Linked DNA regions of Mus musculus: region 1 is linked to region 2. The links are chromatin contacts, called in public HiChIP or PLAC-seq maps. All regions are on one chromosome and are shown on one strand. The core of a region is the stretch at or near the end of the contact, and the rest is flanking DNA. Distances in the headings are between cores, read along the strand shown. Region 1 overlaps Dscam (DS cell adhesion molecule). Region 2 holds the start of Itgb2l (integrin beta 2-like).

Region 1 (3,311 bases), core at 610-3,109, 180 kb before region 2:
CTGGAGTTATTTTGTACCTCAGAGACATTTGTTTATATTTGAGACAAGTATATCTCCACTAGTTCTCCCTAACACACTCTCTTCTCTCTCTCTCTCTCTCTCTCTCTCTCTCTCTCTCTCTCTCACACACACACACACACACAGACCCTCACTGAAACACAGACATTCATAAATATACTCATTCATACACACTTATACACAGGCATGTATACATATACTCACACTCATACACAGACAGTCATATATGCACAAACACTTATACGCACGCACACATACAAACTTATGCACACACTCATGCATATGCATGAATACACACTCATAGATACAAAACCACACTCAGATACTCAAACACATATACTTGTACACACACACTCATAGACACAGATATACACTTATACATAGGCACATTCATACATGCTTACACACATTCATACACATGCAATCATACACACAGATACACACTCATATACACAGACACACACATACCCACTAATAGATACAGACACACATTTATATACACACTCATATAAGAAATTGAAGAATCATAGTGGTAACAAACTCACAGGATGACACAGGAAGACAGTGTCTTATAAAGTTCCCTCCACTTTCCCTGCCACTGCTGTTTTAATCAAACAGTGGCAAAACGTCGAATGGCTAGTCAGAGGTCATATTTTGATAGCTAACACATTCAGCTGAGTCCTGTGCTATGTAATCTTATATTGTCATTTTGCTTCCACATTTAAAAACATTTAGAGTCCTGTAGGTTGCAAATAGGTTTCTACTAATTACATTGTTTAACGTTTTCCTGTGACTATAATGACCAATGGTAATAGGTTTTGAGGATCATCCTTTGTATGTTAAACAATAGAAAACCCAAGCATGGCCATAAATATTAATATCATGAAACACCTTAGTTGGATCTTAGCCCTTTAGACCAGGAAGGTTATCAACCACGGCAAAGTCTTTGGGACTAAGGTTACTAAGTTTATAGCCTGTCACACAAGATAACATGACACATTTAATACTTATTGAGTACCTCCTCTGGCCACCTGCTGTTCTGGGGACTCGTAAGGACCAGAGCAGATGCGTCTATCCCTGTGGAGATGTGATTCCAGTGGGAGAGACAGATAATGAATAAGATAAGCCAATTACATATGTTTAATTGACTTGATTAAACATATGCTAGAGACGGTGCCAAGAAAACTAAATTAAGTAGAGAATGGGGCTAGGACAGGAGGTATTCCCCCGCAGGGCCAACCTGGCCTACTGAAAAGATGGTTGCTAAGCAGGCATCACAAGGACATTGCAGGGGGGCAGGGCAGGGGATCAGCTCTCTCCAAAGGGAACAGGAAGTACAGACAGGGGCCTCACTGGCAAGGGTCTGGGTCTCAAGGTTCACTGAGCCATTTGCTTGCCTTTCCACTGTGGGGCCTGGCATCATCTTCTCTGAAGATATGGGACTCTCCCTCTAGCCCTCACTTCCTCACTGTCCTTGTCACACAGTGTCATTGTCCCATGCCAGCAGAGTCTTCACAGCGGTTACTTAGCTTGTTTCCTATGTCCCTGAGACAGGGATCCTTCATTGTCAGTTGAGTGTAACCTGTTCCTGGTGCTCAGAGCCTGTCAGACCAGCTGCTTCCTCATAACTATTCTTAAGGTGAAGGAACCATTCCGGTTTCTATTTTTGGCACAAGGACATTCTTGAGTCCTCCATGGCTTCTGAACGGGTCTGTTGGATATTCACAGGATAGAGGCTGCCCGTGTGTTTCTGTGGAAAGTCAGAGGGTAGAAGCATATGGCAGCAGCACATCATCCCCCAGGGACCTCAACTGCCACTGTGTGAATTTCTGCACTGGTTCCCTTTCTTCTTCTTCTTCTTTTTTAACCATGAGTGCAATAGGAAGTGAAATAATTTGCAAGTGTATAGAGACCATGCGGGGGGGGGGGGGGGAACAGGCCAAAAGGGTTGAATGTGGGCTGCTCATAATTAGCATGATTGGGGTATATGTCCCAGTTACGAGTCTGTAGAGCAAGAAATGTGGTTGGAGATGAAGCACCCGGAGGAGCAGTGAACCTTCGGAATATAGCTTTGCTTGTGGGGTGCTTTGTTTACATTCGCAGGAAGAGAGGTGTCATAAAATATCCAGTTGTAACCTGGGCTTCCACAGGCAGCATACAGGGCTTTCTCAAATGGACATGGTGTTTGGATGAGTTCCATCAGCCACTTGGTTTAAGAGTAGGTGAGAAAGAGCTAAGGAGACAGAGGTCTTGGAGAGAAAAGCACTTTAAGTGCACCATGTAGACCTTGCTCTCCCTTGAACATAAGGAACAAATGGGACCAGGGAGATGGATCAGTGGTAAAGAGCCTGCCATACAAGTACTGGAACCAAAGTTCAAATCCCAAGCACCCATATAAAAAGTCAGGTGTACCTACCTGGGTCAGAGTCACTGGATACCTGCTGGGTAACTAGCCTAGCCTAGACAGGTAGCACTGGCTTCAACCAGACACTATCTCAAAAAATATAAGTTAAGGAGATATTGAGGAAAGACACCCAATGTTAACTCCACACACACACAGGCACAAGCATGATGGACAGACAGACACTAGAAGAGAGGGAAGGAAGAAGGAAGGAAGTAAAGTCAGGGAACCATCAGGTGAACCTGATTCTCGAAATCACCCTGAGAGATTTTGAAGATTCTGCCCCTGGACTTAGGCCTACCATAGACAGCTTCACTGAAGGATCCCAATGCCTTCCATTTGCAAGGGGGTGCTTCGGAAAACATTTTAACATCTAGCACATCTGTATGAAAGACTGAACCACCCCTAAGTGGATTGCTAATTAAGGCCTCTGTCGGCTGTTCAGCATGAAGGTTTAGCTCGGAGCTGTGATTACGCCAGGCAGATCTACCACCTACTTCCTCCATTACTTGAGAATTCACTCTCAGAGTAATTTTCTGGTACACAAATTTTGAGATAAAATTATTTTAGTGACTGAGTTTTTTTCTCTCTATTTCAAAATAGTGCTCAGCTAGGAAAATCAAAGTGATGTTGGAGATGCTAACAAGGCTATGGCTTGTCAGTAGAAGAAAAACAAAAGGATACCAGATATCAATAAAGATCTGTTAGTGAAGCCACCATCCAGTGCCCAGCTGTTCACAGGCTTCCTCCCCTGCTATCCTCACTATAGATAGATGATAGATAGATAGATAGATAGATAGATAGATAGATAGATAGATAGTCAGATGATAGATGGGTAGGTAGATGATAGGTAGGTAAATAAATGGATAGATAGACAAACAGATAGGCATAT
Region 2 (3,481 bases), core at 626-3,125:
TGCAATGTATCATGAGCCCTTCTACTTCTTGTGATATATTTATTAACAGAGAGGATTATAAGCAGGCTCAGTTACCACATCTACGCAAATCCAAAGAGCATGGAGGACTGCATTAGCAAAGAAAGGATTGATGATAGATAGGTAGGTAGACAGGCAGATAGATACATGGATAAATTATAGATAGATAGATAGATAGATAGATAGATAGATAGATAGATAGATGAAAGATAGATGATAGATAGATGATTGATCGATAGAAGATAGATAACAGATAGATAATATAGATAATTGATTGATAGATGATAGGTGATTGATTTATAGAAGATAGATGACAGATACAGATGATAGATAGATAGATAGATAGATAGATAGATAGATAGATAGATAGATAGATGATTGATTGATAGGTGATTGATAGAAGATAGATTGATAGATTAATAGATGATAGATAAAGATAGATAGATAGATAGATAGATAGATAGATAGATAGATAGATAGATAGATATAAATAGGTCAGTGATTGATAGGTAGATAGATGATAAATAGGTGATTGACTGTGGTAGATGGTTAATTGATAGATAGATAGATAGATAGATGCTTGATAGATAATTGATTAAAAATAGACAGATACAGATGATAGATAGATAGATAGATAGATAGATAGATAGATAGATAGATAGGCAGGCAGGCAGACAGATGATAGGACTGGCAGGCCGGCAGCAGACTTGAAGGAAGACAGCTTAATTTTTGTGTCCTTGTTTTAGATTTTAAATTCTCTGTGAAAAAGAACACGTGCTCAACAACAAAGCAATGTGTTAGCATAAGAACTCCAGAATTTTATCAGGATTTGGACCTTGGCCCATCATTTCATAAAGCAGGGGAAAGAAATTAAAAGTTTGGAAAGAACATAATAAAGTTACTGTTTATGGTGTTTATAAGAATCAAAGCTCCAAGGACTCAGGCTAAGCTGAGTCATTTATAAACCTGGACAGAAGACAGAAGACACATAAATCCTGTAAGCACATATTTTTATAAAATACAAAGTGTGATCATTTTTATAACTACAAAGAAATGGACTCCTTTGGGTCTGATCATCGGTTTTAATTTTAGGGATCTCTTAAACACTGTGTTTATTAACTCTTTGGGACTAAGAGTTTTCAGTAGCGAAAAATGTAATGATGTTTGAAAGTGTAGTCCAGGGCATCATACAGTCTGTGTGGTGTCAGCCAAGGCTTTCAAGAGGAAAAGAATCAATGGGATGCGTCTATGCAATAAAAGGAAATTCATTAGACGGATTCACACAGTAGGCCTCAATGGCTGTCTACACACTGATAGCTGCTCAGTCCATGAGGCTAGCTGCTCAGCAGTTCTAACTGGGCCTGAAGCCCTGCAGGAATCCTGGGGGGTTGCTGATCTTTCATCTACATCAGAAGGCCAAAGAAACTGCAGTCTGCTCTCAGACTGGAGGGTGGAGATGGGAAGAGAGAAGGGAACCAGCTGAGCTGTGCTGTCTTCATGGGTTGATACTCTCTGCCTGATGCTCAGACCGTCCCCGTCTGGAGCAGGGATCTTCCAGAGCCAGCCCCTGCTCACTGAGCTCTGGATCGATCCCTACCCATCCTTGACATGTTGGGGAATTCTCCCATGTCTCCAGAGAGTGCTGTCCCAAGCAGCTGCCCTTCTGCCCTCTGGTCTATGAGAATGCTTCATCACTGTAAAGTCCCACTCCTACCTTGTAGCCGCTGAGAGCAACTGTGCTGCAGAGGGCTGAGGTAACTGAGGCTCCATGAGTAGAGCAACCAGCCACAGGTCACTCCACTTCCTCCCAGGAGCTGACAGAAGAGGAAGCACCAGACTCATAAGGTGTGTCTGCCACAAGCGTCCAGAGAGCTATAAGGAGCTGAAGAATCTCCAGCCTCTCTGAGCCAAGGCCTCCAGGGAGCAAAGTGGTGAGTGGGGGCCCTGTGTCCCTGTGACTCTTAAGAGGACATCTCAGTGTTAGTCTTTCCCAAGCAGCAGGAAAAAGGGTCTATCTGACCCCACTCATGGAGTGGATCCTGTGGCCTCTTCATAACCCTAGTCCATGGTGTCTGGAAGAAAACTAATTGACAGCTATGTGTACTGATACCCATCAAGTAGAGGCACCATGAAACCTTCAGGCAGAACCCTGGAGTGTGATAGGAACACCCATGGCTGGGGACATGGGGTCATACCCATGGCTGGGGACATGGGGTCACACCCATGGCTGGGGACATGGGGTCAGGCTGGCATAGAGTAGGCACAGATGCACAGGCCTACAGCTTTGGGTTTACTATCTCATACACTATCTGGGCCTCCAGAGACTTGGTGGCTGCAAGACCCAGCAGAGATGGGGAGAACCCTCTTGGGGGAGGGCTTCCAAGCCCCAGGCTGGAGATGGAGGATTCAGATGTGACTGGGAAAATTCCTAGGGACATGTGCAGGCGTGAGCTATGTCTGCCTCTTCCTGCTCAGCTAATGTCCATCTCTCTTTACACCTCTCTCTCCAATGAATTTTCTTCCAGACTTAGGTGGGGAACTGTATCTAAGTGATAAGCATGTCTGTTTGTGCATGTGTGCACGTGTGCTATGTACATGTGTACATGTGAAGTGAGCAGCTTGCATGCACATGCCTTGTCTATGTGCATGTACAATTATGTCTGTGTAGTATATATATATGTGTGTGTGTGTGTGTGTGATATGTGTGACATGCATGTACATGCTCATGTGTATGCATTACACATATGTGTTTGTGTGGTGTGTGTATACATGTCTGTAGTCTGTACATAGAGAATATATATGTGAAGTAAGCATGTGTGTCCAGCATGTGCCTTTCCTGGGGTATTATCACGTGACTCCCCCGGTGCTCAGGTTTTAAAAGGTCTGTCCTGGTAGATGTCATGCTAAGTAAGCATTATGTTTAAGGGAACAATGTTGGTGTGGGATTCTGGTCCAGATGGGGCTAGCCTCCCCACCATGGTCAGCTTATAAGAGCTGTTCTCAAGGTATCTGGCAGGCAAAAGGAAAGCTGAAATCATGCCTCTGGTTCCTGGGCTCTTCTGGGATCTTATAGGATCTCAACTCTGTAGCCTACCTCCTGCCCCCATCACCACCCCAGAGATTGGCTCATCCCTACTGTAGGACTGGGTCCCTATACTGCTGTCCTTCCAGAAGTGGGAAGACAGCACACACAGCCTCTGCCTCTGATAGCACCCGAGGCAACAGCCACGACAGGAGGGGACTGGCGTGAACTATGAGGGAAACATAGAAGCCATAGCACCACCCACCTCCCTGCAACAGAGACTCCACACTTGTGACATGGAGGCCCACGCCAGACTGTGAGCCATGAGTGGAAAGAAGAGCTGCTGAGAGACTCTGGGACACTGTCATCAGGCCAACTCCCAGAAAGGATGTAATGCAAACTGAAGCTGCATGGGAAAGGGTGGCCTGCTGCCAGGATGGA

What was found. HiChIP or PLAC-seq counts read pairs in DNA pulled down with a chosen protein or histone mark.
Region 1: a contact with region 2 is called in an H3K4me3 HiChIP or PLAC-seq map of the 230-238 cell line, with 12 read pairs. The contact joins the enhancer-like site here to the promoter of Itgb2l in region 2. A contact is called at or near these places in 2 of 39 promoter capture datasets (the C10 cell line and embryonic stem cells), 2 of 115 datasets of contacts at active chromatin or transcription factors (the 230-238 cell line and large pre-B cells) and 4 of 9 other capture datasets (adipose tissue, embryonic stem cells, liver and 1 more).

Annotation. Positions count from the first base shown.
Region 1 is chr16:96,623,274-96,626,584 of GRCm38.p6, reverse strand. All of the region lies in intron 28 of Dscam (DS cell adhesion molecule), which reads left to right. Among named protein-coding and RNA genes, the nearest start is that of Gm32509, 94 kb to the left of the region's middle. Within about 2 kb of position 1,859, at least 68 of the 459 cell types and tissues checked have an H3K27ac peak or open chromatin away from gene starts, as enhancers often do. A contact at or near this core is called in the 230-238 cell line, where this site is marked.
Region 2 is chr16:96,442,008-96,445,488 of GRCm38.p6, reverse strand. It overlaps Itgb2l (integrin beta 2-like), which reads left to right and starts at 1,875. Exons shown (of 16, transcript NM_008405.3): 1 at 1,875-1,949. The region is part of intron 2 of Gm32358 (a long non-coding RNA gene); the gene reads right to left. It also overlaps a transcript of Igsf5 not described here.